Regions from separate parts of the Zea mays genome. Here region 1 is linked to region 2. The links are chromatin contacts, called in public Hi-C maps. All regions are on one chromosome and are shown on one strand. Each heading gives the region's core, a stretch centred on a gene start, on an enhancer-like site or on the middle of the called end of the contact. The rest is flanking DNA. Distances are from core to core; before and after follow the strand shown.

Region 1 (6,177 bases), core at 1,225-3,724, 330 kb before region 2:
AAGGTACTTCTGATTTTGGATTATTGTTTGGCAAGAATTCAGTGAAGGAAACTGGTGTCATGGGATTTGTTGAGGGATTTGTTGATTCTGACTTTGCTGGTGATCTTGATAAGAGACGCTCCATATCTGGCTATATATTTTCATCATGCGGTTCTGCAGTGAGTTGGAGGGCTTCACTTCAGTCTGTTACTGCTCTTTCCACTACTGAAGCAAAATATGTCTCAGCTACTGAAGGGGTTAAAGAAGCTATTTGGATGCAAGGTCTTATTTCTGAACTTGATGTTCCTCAGGATGTCATTAAGGTTTATTGTGATAGTCATAGTGTTATTTGTCTGACCAAGAATGACATGTATCACTTCAAGACCAAGCATATTGATATCAAGTATCACTTCATTCGTAATATTGTTGCTGAAGGCAAGATTAAAGTGGACAAGATACATACTGATGAAAATCCTGCAGACATGCTTATAAAACCATTATCTAATACCAAGTTCAAGCATTGTCTTGACTTGGTAGGTGTTCGTGGAGCTTAGCACTCTAGTGGTGTTTGAGGAAACAATTTTATAGATTTAGCGTCAAGGAGAGATTTGTTGGATAAGATTTTTTGACTCTATCTCTATCTCCATTCCCTATATAAATAAGCCCCCTTGTACCATGTACGACATACCATATAATAGATCTGTTTTCCCGTGTTTTTTTTCTCCTCCACATTGGAGGAGTTTTTCCACGTTAAACTCTGTGTCTCCTTTGTCTCACTTACGATCCTAACATGATATCTGTCTAGATTTATCATCATCCATTTGAATATAGACATAAAAACCAAGAGCTAAGGCCCTGTTTGTAAACAACCTAGTTTTTAATAATCCAATTTTTATCTTTAGTTTCTAGAAACTGGTTTATGAAAGAAAAATGGTTAATAATGTTTGGAATCACCATAGTTTTCATAAACTTACTTTAGCTAAGAGAGGTTAGCTTCTTGGTTTTAAGAAATTGAAAACTCAGTTTCTATAAACCGGGACATAAACTAGTATGTTTGGAACCACCTCAGTTTTCATAAATCAATTTATTAAAAACTGGATGATTCCAAACAGACCCTAAAGTGAATACTAATTTGAGATGTAGTGAGTAGCTAGTTAACTATTAGCTAATTTGCTAAAAGTAGCTAATAGCTGAACTATTAGCTAAGCACCGATAAGCCCTTAACAAGTAACTGTATAAACTAGCAATCCATTTTTGACTTACAGGGAACTTGGCGGCCCCAAAGAGGAAGTAGACCTTTGTAAAGCCTGAAATTTGCACCCAGTGTTAAAAGATTGTTGCTCCCCAAAAACCTTGAACAATAACACAGATCATACAAGACATGCAGTATCTGTACCCAAAGGCACCTTCAGATTGGACAATCTTCGGAAGCCCATCGACCAGGCAGCGAGCAAATCCCGGTTGTGTCTGGACCCGAATTTTGACAGCCTCCATGGGGCAGAGAGCTACATCCGCAATCACCTCAGCGGACGCGGAAGCTGCAAGGTAGATCAAAGTCCTCAACCTTTCAACGTTCTCGGGACCAGAAATGTCAGAGTAGCACTTCTTGAAGAACTCGTAGAACCCAAACTTGCAGGCCCCCTGGCAGCTGTACCCAACCAGTGTGGCCATCCATCCCCTGAACAAGCCACGGGGTCCTTGCTCATGGAGCATGACACCAAAGGCAGATGTAATGTCCCTGTACTTGCTAGGATCCACCTGAGTGAAGGGACATTGAAGCAGGCAGCAGCTGTGTTAGTCATTGAGACATGGACAAGGAGAACAAGCGAAGGAACCTATCGCTGACAGTGACGGACCTGCATGTTGCACTTGACGAGGTCGAGCGGCGTTACAGCGAGGTGAGTGAGGCCGGTGCTGAGAACGCCGCCGAGGGCGCAGGTAGCGTAGAACAGCGGCGTGTGCATCTCTATAACCTCTCCTTTCCCCTCCGCCTCCCCGACCGCCGCTCCAGCTGCCTTCCCGCATCGGACGCGGAAGGCCGCCTCCCACCCCCTCCCGAGTTGCTGGGTGCTGGCGACCAGCGCGGCAAGGACACGGTCGAGGGGCAGCGGGATCGAGGAGCACCCCACCTTGTCGCGGCTCGTCATCTTTGAGGCACGGGAGTAGCTGGGTTTTCGACGGGAGGGCGTGGGCGTGGGCCTCGCCCTCGCGCATGGTAGGGAGGAGGGAGATGGGGAGGGGGTCGCGGCGAAGGCCGCGTTGGTGCCGCAGCCTGCAGGCGTTGTCCACCTAGCTTACTTAGGTCGGGAGAAGCTGAGAGCTCTCTCCGTCGAGTCCCGACCTGACCGCGCTTGCCGGCGGCCACTGGCGTAAAGTGGCTTGGCCGCTAACGCCGTAACGCGCGGCTGCTGTTTTTCCAGTGGGTGTGTGCGGATGGCGTGGGGGCAGTGCCGCGGGGCACGGCAAAAGAGCCCAGCGCTGGCCGCCGCCGGGACGGTAGGGGCGCGTAGAGAAGAGCGTGCCGGGGGTGATTTTGGCATAGCCGGGCTATTTTTTTTTTCTCCGCGGTCCGCGCCGGAGAAAAAGATGCGACGCATGGCGAAAACCAGGAGGAAACACACTGAATTTTGTGGACAAACGAAGCATGCCTCGCAGTCATATGCCAGACCTTCCGGCGCGTCACACGTGGTTCGAGTGCATGGGAACCACATGGTTTGAAACTTCGAAATCTGGATCATGTGATGTTTCACGTGCTTTGAATCTTGCAGTACGGCTTCCATTCTTGTTTTCCATTTGGGCCGATAATTCTGTTGATTTGTTGATTTTGAATTTTTGACTACGGATACTGATGCTGGCAGCTGAAATCCCAGGTAGCATAAATGGCTAATCAAAGCGACGCATATGCAGCTATGCAGTGATGTACTCCCTCCATATGGAATAGAAGTCGTTTAGGATATAATTATGCGTGATTAATTAGGTTACATTTATCAAGCTTGTCCATATTAAACAGCACTGTAGCTATACTGTGGATACAAAAATGATGCAACTTGAATTGTTATTGCAGACGGTTAAAGGCAGCAGGGACATGAGGTCCTAGGATTGGTTTCCTCATTGCTCAGCAATTTTTTTTTTGCGATATGTTGGGTTCGGCACAAAGAGTTGGAGGGTAAAGCCGTCCAAAATGGAGTACTTACATCTAAAACGACATACTTTGCCTATCTCTAGCTACCCCTTCAAAATGACTTTATTTTAATATTGAGGTAGAGGAGTTAGAATCTACCGGTGTCAGGTGTGGGTGTGTGGTGACTAGAGTTTTGGGAGCAGAAATTGTTGGCTTCCATGTCAATCCTACCCGTAGTTATTATAGTGTCTGTGATTGGGGCCTCAACCAAAATGGATGGGATTGCGCTCCTCATCAAGACATCTAAAGTCTTAAAAGACGCTAGTAATCGAGGCCTCCTCCGCGTTTCCGCCAGTGCCAACCTGTGCGCGTGCGACACCTATACCGGACCCGAAATTTTATCTTCAATCGACCTATGGACGTTTCGTGCTCCTCTCTCTCCTACGCCGCCGGCTCACTGCCGCCTCTTCTCACTCCCACGTCATGCCCACTGCCGCACACCTGCCTCCTCCAGATCTCGCCGCGACCTACATCCCCGGCGTCGCGGCCGGCTCCACTAGCCCAGGCCTTCGACCATCGTCTTCCTCCGCCGCGCACTCCATCTCGCCATGTCGCCCGTATGGGCGTATGGACCGAGCACTTTCTTTTCCTCCTGTCTCCGCTCGGCCACCTTCGCCGCTGCTTCGCTCCATCCGCGCCAACCCCAGAACCACCCCTCGCGTGCCTGGCCTTCTGCACTGCTCTGTCCACCGACCCACCACCACCTCCTCCTACTAAGGTTAGGGCACTCGTCGCAGGCCCCGTTGCGCTCGGCTCAGTGCGGAGGCCGTCGCGGGCCGTCGTTATGTGCCTTCGCCGCCGCGCGATCCAAATGCTCCTGGACGTCTCCTTCGCCTACGCGCTGGATGTATTGTTCCTCGAATCGCCCTCGTTAAGTCCGGGAAGGCCGAGGTGGATCCCACGGTTGAGCCTCGCCGATGCGCAGGTAGCCGATGTGGTTCATGGGGAACTAGGTATTTATATTTCCATTCATTAATGTTAGCATTGCATGTATCTAAATAGCCTTGATTTTCTTTCGTCAGGTCTTAATTTTGTGCTGGAACAGAATACCCTTAAGTCCATAGAGATAGAGCTAACAGAAGAGATGGCGCCTAACTTGCTGCAGACCGATATGGTTATGCAGTTTGGTCTGCTAGGTGAGCTTGTTCGTTGTAGACAAAATGAGTTTCTGAACTTTAGTTTGGAGCGAAAACTTTACATTTTTTTGGTTAACCTGACTGTTTTGACTGACAGCACAGAGGCCCTTGAGTTTGTTCAGGAAAAAATGTCATCGTTTATGAAGTTAGGTGATGGTTCACAGAAGCTCTTGATTTTGTCATGGGCTGGTGACCCATGATGAAGCTATTGCTACCGGAAGACTAGAAATATAGCATCCCCTTCTAAGGTATTCAATTCTAAAAGTACACTTAAGTAGCAATGACCGCTTAGCCCATCAGTTAAACATGATTTCTGTTGAAATTTCGAAGCCAACTAATTGTATATAGTTAGAACTTGTGTGTGATCTTAATTGAACCCGCCTCCCTTCAGACTTACGTGTGATCTTAGTCTGTCAGTATGACACGTATGGTGAATCCTGCCTACCCATTCTTGTGAATTTTGCTATTTTTAAAACTTACAAAGAATGGTAACATACTTTATTCTAATGGGAATTTTGTCTGATCTATTTACTGTTTAGTGTCCTCAATTATTTCTAGCTACAGGATCATCCAACTCCTTCTCCATATCATGTTTGGTCAGCCTTGCAGGTAGAGTTTTGGGTATTTTGTTATGCTACCACTTCATTGGCGCAAAATCTATAAAAATGTTATTGATGAGTTTCTTGATAATCTTATTTGCTATATTTATCAACTTGGGTTAAGAGTATTTCGAGTTAGTAATATCCTTCTATATTAGAATCTTGAAATGCTATTTGATTTGTTGACACGTTTGGTATTTCATATGTATCCTTTTCTATTCAGAGTCATCTGGTGCCATCTTTGTTTTTTTGTCAATTTATGTTTATATGGTTCCTGATTGTGTGTCTGATATCTAGAAATCACCTTTCGTTGCCTAGCTGGACCATTATAAATTATAGCAGTTTGAGCAGTATGTTGTGCTCTAAAAAGGTTTGAAGTTTTGAGAATTGAGATAGACATAATGAGTGGTCCTTACTATGATCAGTATTCCAGGTGTTGAATTTTGGAGATCAGGGCAAAATTCAGGAAGCCATGGTTCAAATGCATATAAGGTATGATATGTTACTCAAGTAGCCCCAATATGTAGCTTTCTGGATTTGTGCATCATAGAGATTGGACTATTGAATTAAACATTTGTTCTTTGTGCAGAGAAGAAGAGACTGTGATCTGTATCTATGGACAGAACCTTGATTTCGTGTTGGTGGAAGTTAGTCTTAACAATATGGTACCAGAGACTTCGACAAACTATGATTTGTTAAATCACATACTGAATGAACTTAGAGTCCCTCTTATCGGTAAGAGTTTATATTTAGTGCTCTATTATTTTAAGAATTTCTCACATGTCCCAAACTCAACGTTCCATGGTTGTTCTTCTTTACAGCAATATGTTCTTATGACGATGAAGTTGCGCTTTCTAAATATATGAACCTGGCCACCTGGGTGCATGCTTCCATGTGCTGAAGCCATTGGATAGAAGAAGCTTCAGCATTCTGTGGCACCAAGCACTGGAACACAAGTCTAAAAAGGCAGCACCCCAAGGACACTAGGTATTAATAATAGTACCAAAAAATAGAATGTTTCTGTGGGGGATAGATATCCCCTGGGTCCACTAAAGAAGTAAAAGGCCTCACGAAAAGCCCAGGGGCCCAAATAATTCGTAAGGTCATTCTTTCGTGGGCCTAGGGAAAGACAACCAATAAAGAAGACGTGGGACTGATTAGTGCAAACACAGGCGGCCCACAACGTCAAACGAATGAATCACAAACAGAGACCCGACTTTCCCGCGCTGAAGCCCCCATGCAACGGAGCCATGCGAGGATAAGTCGGCGGAGGTTACGTAGG
Region 2 (6,334 bases), core at 1,372-3,871:
TTCATTTTTGCATGAGTTTTATTAAGTATGAACTTAATAAATGCTATATTTATATGCAAACGTAAATGAATGCGAAAATAATAGCAAGTAGAGATATGTGAATTATTAATGTAAAAACAAACAATAATCCACGAACTAAAATCTGCTATGTTCACAATAGAACATATATGTATTTACAATATATGCAGTCTAAATAGCGAATTTAGACGCCTAAGATAACTTTGAACTAAAATTACATATAAAACAGAGTCTTATACTTAAATTCATAAATTAAAATGGTAAAATAGACCATTTTAGGCCCTGAAAAACAGCCCAGACAGCCTGTCAGGCGGACCAGGCAGCAGCCTGGCGGCCTGCACGTCGGCCTAGACGGTCCATCAGGGCCCCCAAAACGCCTATATCAGTTGGGGCGGCTAGGGTTTCCAACCCTAACCGACCTCTGTAGCCGCCGCCACACGCTGGTGTTCCTGGGCGCCGCCAGGGGAAACAGGGGTCGCGCTCCATGTCCGAGGAGCCACCAGGGCGCCTTCCAGGGGGGCGCGTCACCCTTGTCGTGGCGGGAGCCTAGCCACCGGGAGCCCGCGCTCCATGGCTGGCGTCCGCCGAGGGCCGCTCTTCACGTCAGGCCGAGGCCGTCCAGCCGGATCCGTCGTCCGGTCGCCTGGTGCCCGCGCCTCCATGAGGCCGCCGTGAGCCAGCCTCCGCGACCGGGGCCATCGGTGTCCTCGCGCCGTGCGCCTGGCTTGGTGCCGCCGGGGCTGCGCGCCTGATCGGAGACAGCCGAGCAGCCAGGGGCCACCCGCCAGCCGCACAGAGCCCGTCCGCCGCCACCAGGAGCCCAGGTCCGGCCGCGCGCCCGCTTTTGGATGGAGTCCGAGCCGGGGCAACCACGCCCTCACCGTGTCGCGCCCATGGGCGGCGTCAGCGTCGTGGCGACTGCGCCGGAGGCGGCCGCGCGTCCACGCCTCATCGAGGGTGGCGAGGCATCCGTGGCCGCTCGTCATACCATGCCGAGCCGCCACCAGGGGGCCCACCGCCTCCGCGCCATGCGCCTGACCGAAGCCGCCAGGGCCTGCGCGCCTGTGCCACGCCCGTGGCCGGGTCGCGCTGCCGCGCCTGCACAGAGGTCGTCTGCGGCGCTCCCCCACCCCCTCCCCCAACCGGCCGTCGTGGCAGCAACCGCCACTGGCCGAACGGAGGGCCATTAGGCCCTCCCATTGGAGGAGGAAGATGGGGCCACCCCATTTGGGCGGTGGCCAGTGAAGATGAGACGTCCACGTGGAGCATCGACGACGCGCGGGGGCTGCCCACGACGGGCAGCAATGGTTCCGACAACCACGGGCATCGGTGGAGATGAAGAACGATGGTCATTTGTCGCTGCAGTGGGTGGAGGTGGCGGTGGTGCCGCCAAATCGACGTCCATGGGGGCGATTGCAGACGAACCCGCGTCTCCCACCGGCGCCGGTGGTGACGGGGACACAGTGGGGAGGCCGCACTCCACCACCGGCAGCGGGACGACCGCTGTCCATCCGTGCAGCACGCAGAAGTGCACGTTTTGCACTTGCACACGACGCTCAGGGATCTCGTGCACCGGTGGAAGCGCTGCGGCTTGTCTAGCGGCGAACGCTTCCAACATCGCATCATCAACAATGTACAGAACTTCGCGCATACGGCGTATGCGCATGGAAATGGTATGCTCCATACCTTGCTGTTGATTTGCAGATCGAAGTTGCTGTTCTTGTCAAGAACAACAAGTGTTCTTCTTCTTCTCCTTCTCTGATTTCTTCCTGGAGACAGTGCTGATAACGTGTTGTGATCTATTGCAGTGCTCAGTGGTAAAAGAGTAGAGAGGCAGACAAAGAATGAAAAATGACAGGGAGTTATCTTGTTTATTGCAGAGATCTCCTTTATATACATGTGTACAAAGGGTATCTGACCCTTGGATAATAACTGTATAAATGGACGATTGGATGTGCCTTGATCACATGTACATTATTTTGTAACAGACTGGACGCTTTAGGGACCGTTCGGTTATTCAGGAATCTACTTCAGAAAGGATTTCAGCTGGAATAACTGTATAATTTATATAACAATTGGTAATCTGGAATAGTTCCTGGTCTTGTTCCAGCCTAACCGAACGGGGCTTTAACCAGGTGAGGTCGGTTACGTGGCGCGGCGATAAACGAAAGCCCGCACTGGGACCGGAACACAGCAAGCCGCTCCGCTCCATACGCGTACAACGCCCGTCAGTCCACGCCCACACCACACCTCGCGTGATCGCGTCCTGCTCAGTGAATGAGCTGGAACCAACGCCCCACCAGCCCACCTTGTGCTTACACCAGCGAGGCAGACTTGACTCGTGTCGAGGCACCAGCGAGGCAGCCAGCGAGCCCCACCTTGTGCTTACATGGAGCACTGTCGTGTCGTGGCAGTTGCCATCTAGACTTGACTCTGCCACTCTGGAGTAGGAGCGCTTCGATTCCAACTTTCTTCTCGCGGCGGATCATGATGAAAAAGGGTTCTCTTCTGTACAGCTGGTAGCACGGCACACCCTTTTGCTTGTAGCTACCGTGCAATCGTACCGTGAGTCGATTGGACAACGCGTTGTACAACTTGTACTTTCGCGTCGACCAGACCACCTCGTCGTGTGTGTCCTGGTGGCTCGTGGGCCTCCGGCGCACCGCACATGGGCCTCGTCCCCGGCGTCGTCTCGTTTTCCGATCCAATCCGCCAGCAATCCAGCCAGCCAACCCACTTCCAGGGTGTTTCGCTTTGGGTCTCTGCCTCCTTTCGACGGCGCTTCTCCTGCCAGTTTCACGCACTGATGACAGGAGAAATCGCTCTCGGAGATCCTCTAGCCTTTCTATGCACTTTGCCTTGCTTTTCATGTGCGATTCGCCCTAGCCACGTATACGAATATCTGCTTGTGCTTACTACTACTATAGCAGCGCTTTCCAGGGTGCTTCCAAGTTCCGTTTCAACACCAGCGTTCTTGGCTTCTTGCCATCGTGCGCACTTTAGAATGGATATGGACATGGACATGGACACATGGTGCGGCTGCGGCCGCCGGACCAGTCGGGCGCCAATCATCGCCGTCTTCCCATGCAGTTCGTTGGCATGCATAGCATCTTTTGTAGAAAAGGGCGCCGTAGTATTCCTCGCTTATTATTTGCAGAAGGTGATTCTTTACTTCTCCTAAAAGTGGATGAAGAGAATATAAGACCTACAATGTACTGCTGCTATACGAGGGAGTGCTCGGGACAAACGGCGAATGAAGACAAGTCAGCTGTTCTTTTTTTCAGTAAGAATACTAGGGCCGCGGTTAAGAAGCCGTTCCTTGATGGACATGGTTTAACCCATGAGGCTCGATACGACTGGTACCTAGGTCTACCTATTTAAGTTTCGTTCGCTTATTCTCAATTCATATGGATTAGATTGGACAGGATTAAAAAAAAGAGACAAGCCATTAAGACCTAGTTTGGGTACTCTTGGATTGAGTTGGTTTAGAAGGATTAGAGAGTGTTTAAATCCTCAATAAATCAAAAACATCCACGATACATCTCAATCCACTCTAATTCATCTCATTCCTAAAGTATCCAAGCCTAAGGTCTCATAAAGACACGATACTTATGCTATGTTATGCTTCGGTCTCGTGGTCTCGGATCTCATAAAGACACTATCTACGTGATTGGTTGCTGCGTCCTACGCATCTAGGCTGACGACATGCTTTGACCATGTGCAAGCGTGTGTTTGGATGCCTGCGTTTTTGTCCATAAGCCTGTACGCGCGCATGCAACTTACTCCTTTTTTATTGTCTGTCCTTCATGCGTGGAGAAGCGGTGAGGGACAATCCCTGGCGGTCCAAGCCAGCGCCAGCCTAGCACATGGAGCGCTATAACCAATCAAGAGCTATGTGATGAAACCAGTTCAATGATCTATAGCTCCTAGTAGGATCAAAAGGAGAATGAGAATTAAAAGAATTAAGTGTCTAGACAAACAATGAAAAATCGAAGATGAAAGACATATTTTCAACTTGGACATGCTTGCACGATAGGCATGGAGAATTCTTCAGCAGCCTGTCTCTATATGTTCTCGTTTACTGAGAGTAAATATTATTGGTTATGGGATCTACTCGATGTTGTAAAAAAAACCCATTATCTCATGCATTTTATGCAACATTGTGAGGGGGGGGGGTTAGGTCTAAATTGAAAAATGGATGACGGTCCTCAAATTAGAATATAGAAAGACTCGTGAATAACTCGTGGATATTAAAAGGATCGCGATGCCCAATAGAAAGATGAATTAATATTCTCTACAAATTCTTGCTAAAATTAAGTCCTAATTGTAAGACCAGTCTCACCCAAGTGCATAATGTGTGATACAGAGTTTTGGACCCTAATTTTCAACACTACACTAGCATGGCAATTTCTAAGAAATTAAATACTTAAAATAAATTGATCAAATGTAAATGTATATAGTAGAGCAAGGGTTAAAAGACTTCTGGATATTTTTTCGAAGTTTTAGAGAGTCACCACTCTCCATTAATCCTTATTGGAGTACCCATGCAAGGATGTCACTCCTAGTTGGTCCGTGCAAAGTCCAAGTGCTCTCTAGAAGTTGGTTCTTCGTTGCTCTAACATGGTCAATCACTCACAGCTATGTATAAGTCTCGAGTCAAGTTACCTAGAAACTCTCTGGGTGATCACATCACACCCGATCGCGACTAAGTCGTCTAGGTGATGCCAATTACTAAGAGTAACAAACACTAGACTTTTACTTGACCATGCCCAGTCTAACGAGGGTGATGGTTGTACATAAGTCACTATCTATGCACTAATGTGGTCGCTAACCGTACAATTATCACTTCTCTAATCTCCTCAGTATGAAAAGGGTAATCGTCACTCTCAAGTAGATGCTTCACATGTTAGAAGGGGCAAGACACCTTAAGAAGCTAAGTTAGAGGGTACAAATAGTACCAAGAGCTAGCCGTTATAACCCAACCAACACTTTCGAAGGCACCAAATATGTCTGATGCTCACTTTTCCATTACATGAGACACGTCGGTGCCACTCTAACAACTAGTTTCTAAACTAGCTGTTGTTGTATGCCACATACTTTGTTAGGCCATACGTACATATTAGTTGAGTACTCAACCTCTCGGCATAGTCTACATGCTATCTGGGTGTTCTATTCGATGCTCTGTCCGGTGGCACATCAGATACGTCGATGAGTGCTGTCACACCTGGGTTTTAGGGGTCCAAAACCCGGGCGCAAAATAATCACTAGGTGTGCTGAGACCAAGTCTCACACGTATGATGAATAGTGGTACTAAAACGAATGCACATCTTTACTATATAATAGGAGTTCTGTACAAAATAAATAAATAATTATATCATAAGGAGACAATGGTCCAACAACCCAAAGTTGACTGGGAGACGACGGCCTAGACCTCTCACAAACTCGTCACAGCATCCTCCATGGGCGGTGGTAGTGCGCATGGCGGTAGGGCACACATGCGGGGGGCATGGGTGAGTGGTGGGGTCGATGACCCTGATGTCTTTGGTCTTTGGTTCCAAGAATCTTTGCCTCTTTGTATGGTATTAAAATTTTCTTTGCTCTTTTCATGTTTACATTGACTCATGGGCCGTGCTTTGATTCTCGTGGTCGGTCCCTTTTGATTGAGTGACTAGACCAGTTCCTTCTGTAGCTTATTCCAGGCTTCAAGGGTAAGCTTCCCGTTATCTTCTTGGGTAAGGTGTTTTTTTCTTGTTAAGGGTTAGCACGAGAAGGAAGCATAAGGTGAGGATTAGCTCTAATTTGTGATCTATGTTTTTAGAGAAAACTTTTTTTTGAAAAAGAAAACACACAAGCTCGCAATGACAATCACAAACAAATCAAATGTTTTGAATGGGAGAGGAATAGAGATTTCTCAAAATGGGGACTACTCGGATTCGAGGGCTAAGCGTAATGAGCACTGCTTGGCTCTTGAACTAAGAACCACGCTAAACACGACTTACGGGCATTAACGATAAAGCATCACATGTGCACATAAAAGGGGAGCAAACATCAATCACAATCTATTTTGAAATGCCCTACGGGGCCACACACTTAGAGTTTTTGAAAACACGCGGCTACACGATTACATCTTATGCATGCAGGGCTCTAGCAAAAGTCAAGAAAAACTTCACTGCACATTGCATGCAGAGGACTAGGCATAACTAACTTTAGACTAGATGACTTATCTTTCTGGTGCACAACTTCATTCTGAAACATCTTCTAGATGGGTCAAGAGGGAGATGATGTTGATGACTTCTTATGGCAATGACTGAGATGG

The links. Hi-C and Micro-C count contacts between places; a contact is called where the count stands out from the background.
Region 1: a Hi-C map of bundle sheath shows a contact between it and region 2, with 3 times the contacts expected there. The contact joins the promoter of LOC100502457 here to the enhancer-like site in region 2. A contact is called at or near these places in 2 of 25 Hi-C or Micro-C datasets (bundle sheath and ear).

The regions. Positions count from the first base shown.
Region 1 is chr1:37,807,845-37,814,021 of Zm-B73-REFERENCE-NAM-5.0, reverse strand. It overlaps LOC100502457 (Mitochondrial phosphate carrier protein 3 mitochondrial), which reads right to left and starts at 2,474. Exons shown (of 6, transcript NM_001196935.1): 1 at 1,836-2,474; 2 at 1,376-1,737; 3 at 1,243-1,286. The coding sequence starts at 2,126. It also overlaps the pseudogene LOC103634112.
Region 2 is chr1:37,480,803-37,487,136 of Zm-B73-REFERENCE-NAM-5.0, reverse strand. No RefSeq gene overlaps it. Among protein-coding and RNA genes, the nearest start is that of LOC100193783, 20 kb to the left of the region's middle. Within about 2 kb of position 2,621, at least 19 of the 20 cell types and tissues checked have an H3K27ac peak or open chromatin away from gene starts, as enhancers often do. A contact at or near this core is called in bundle sheath and ear, where this site is marked.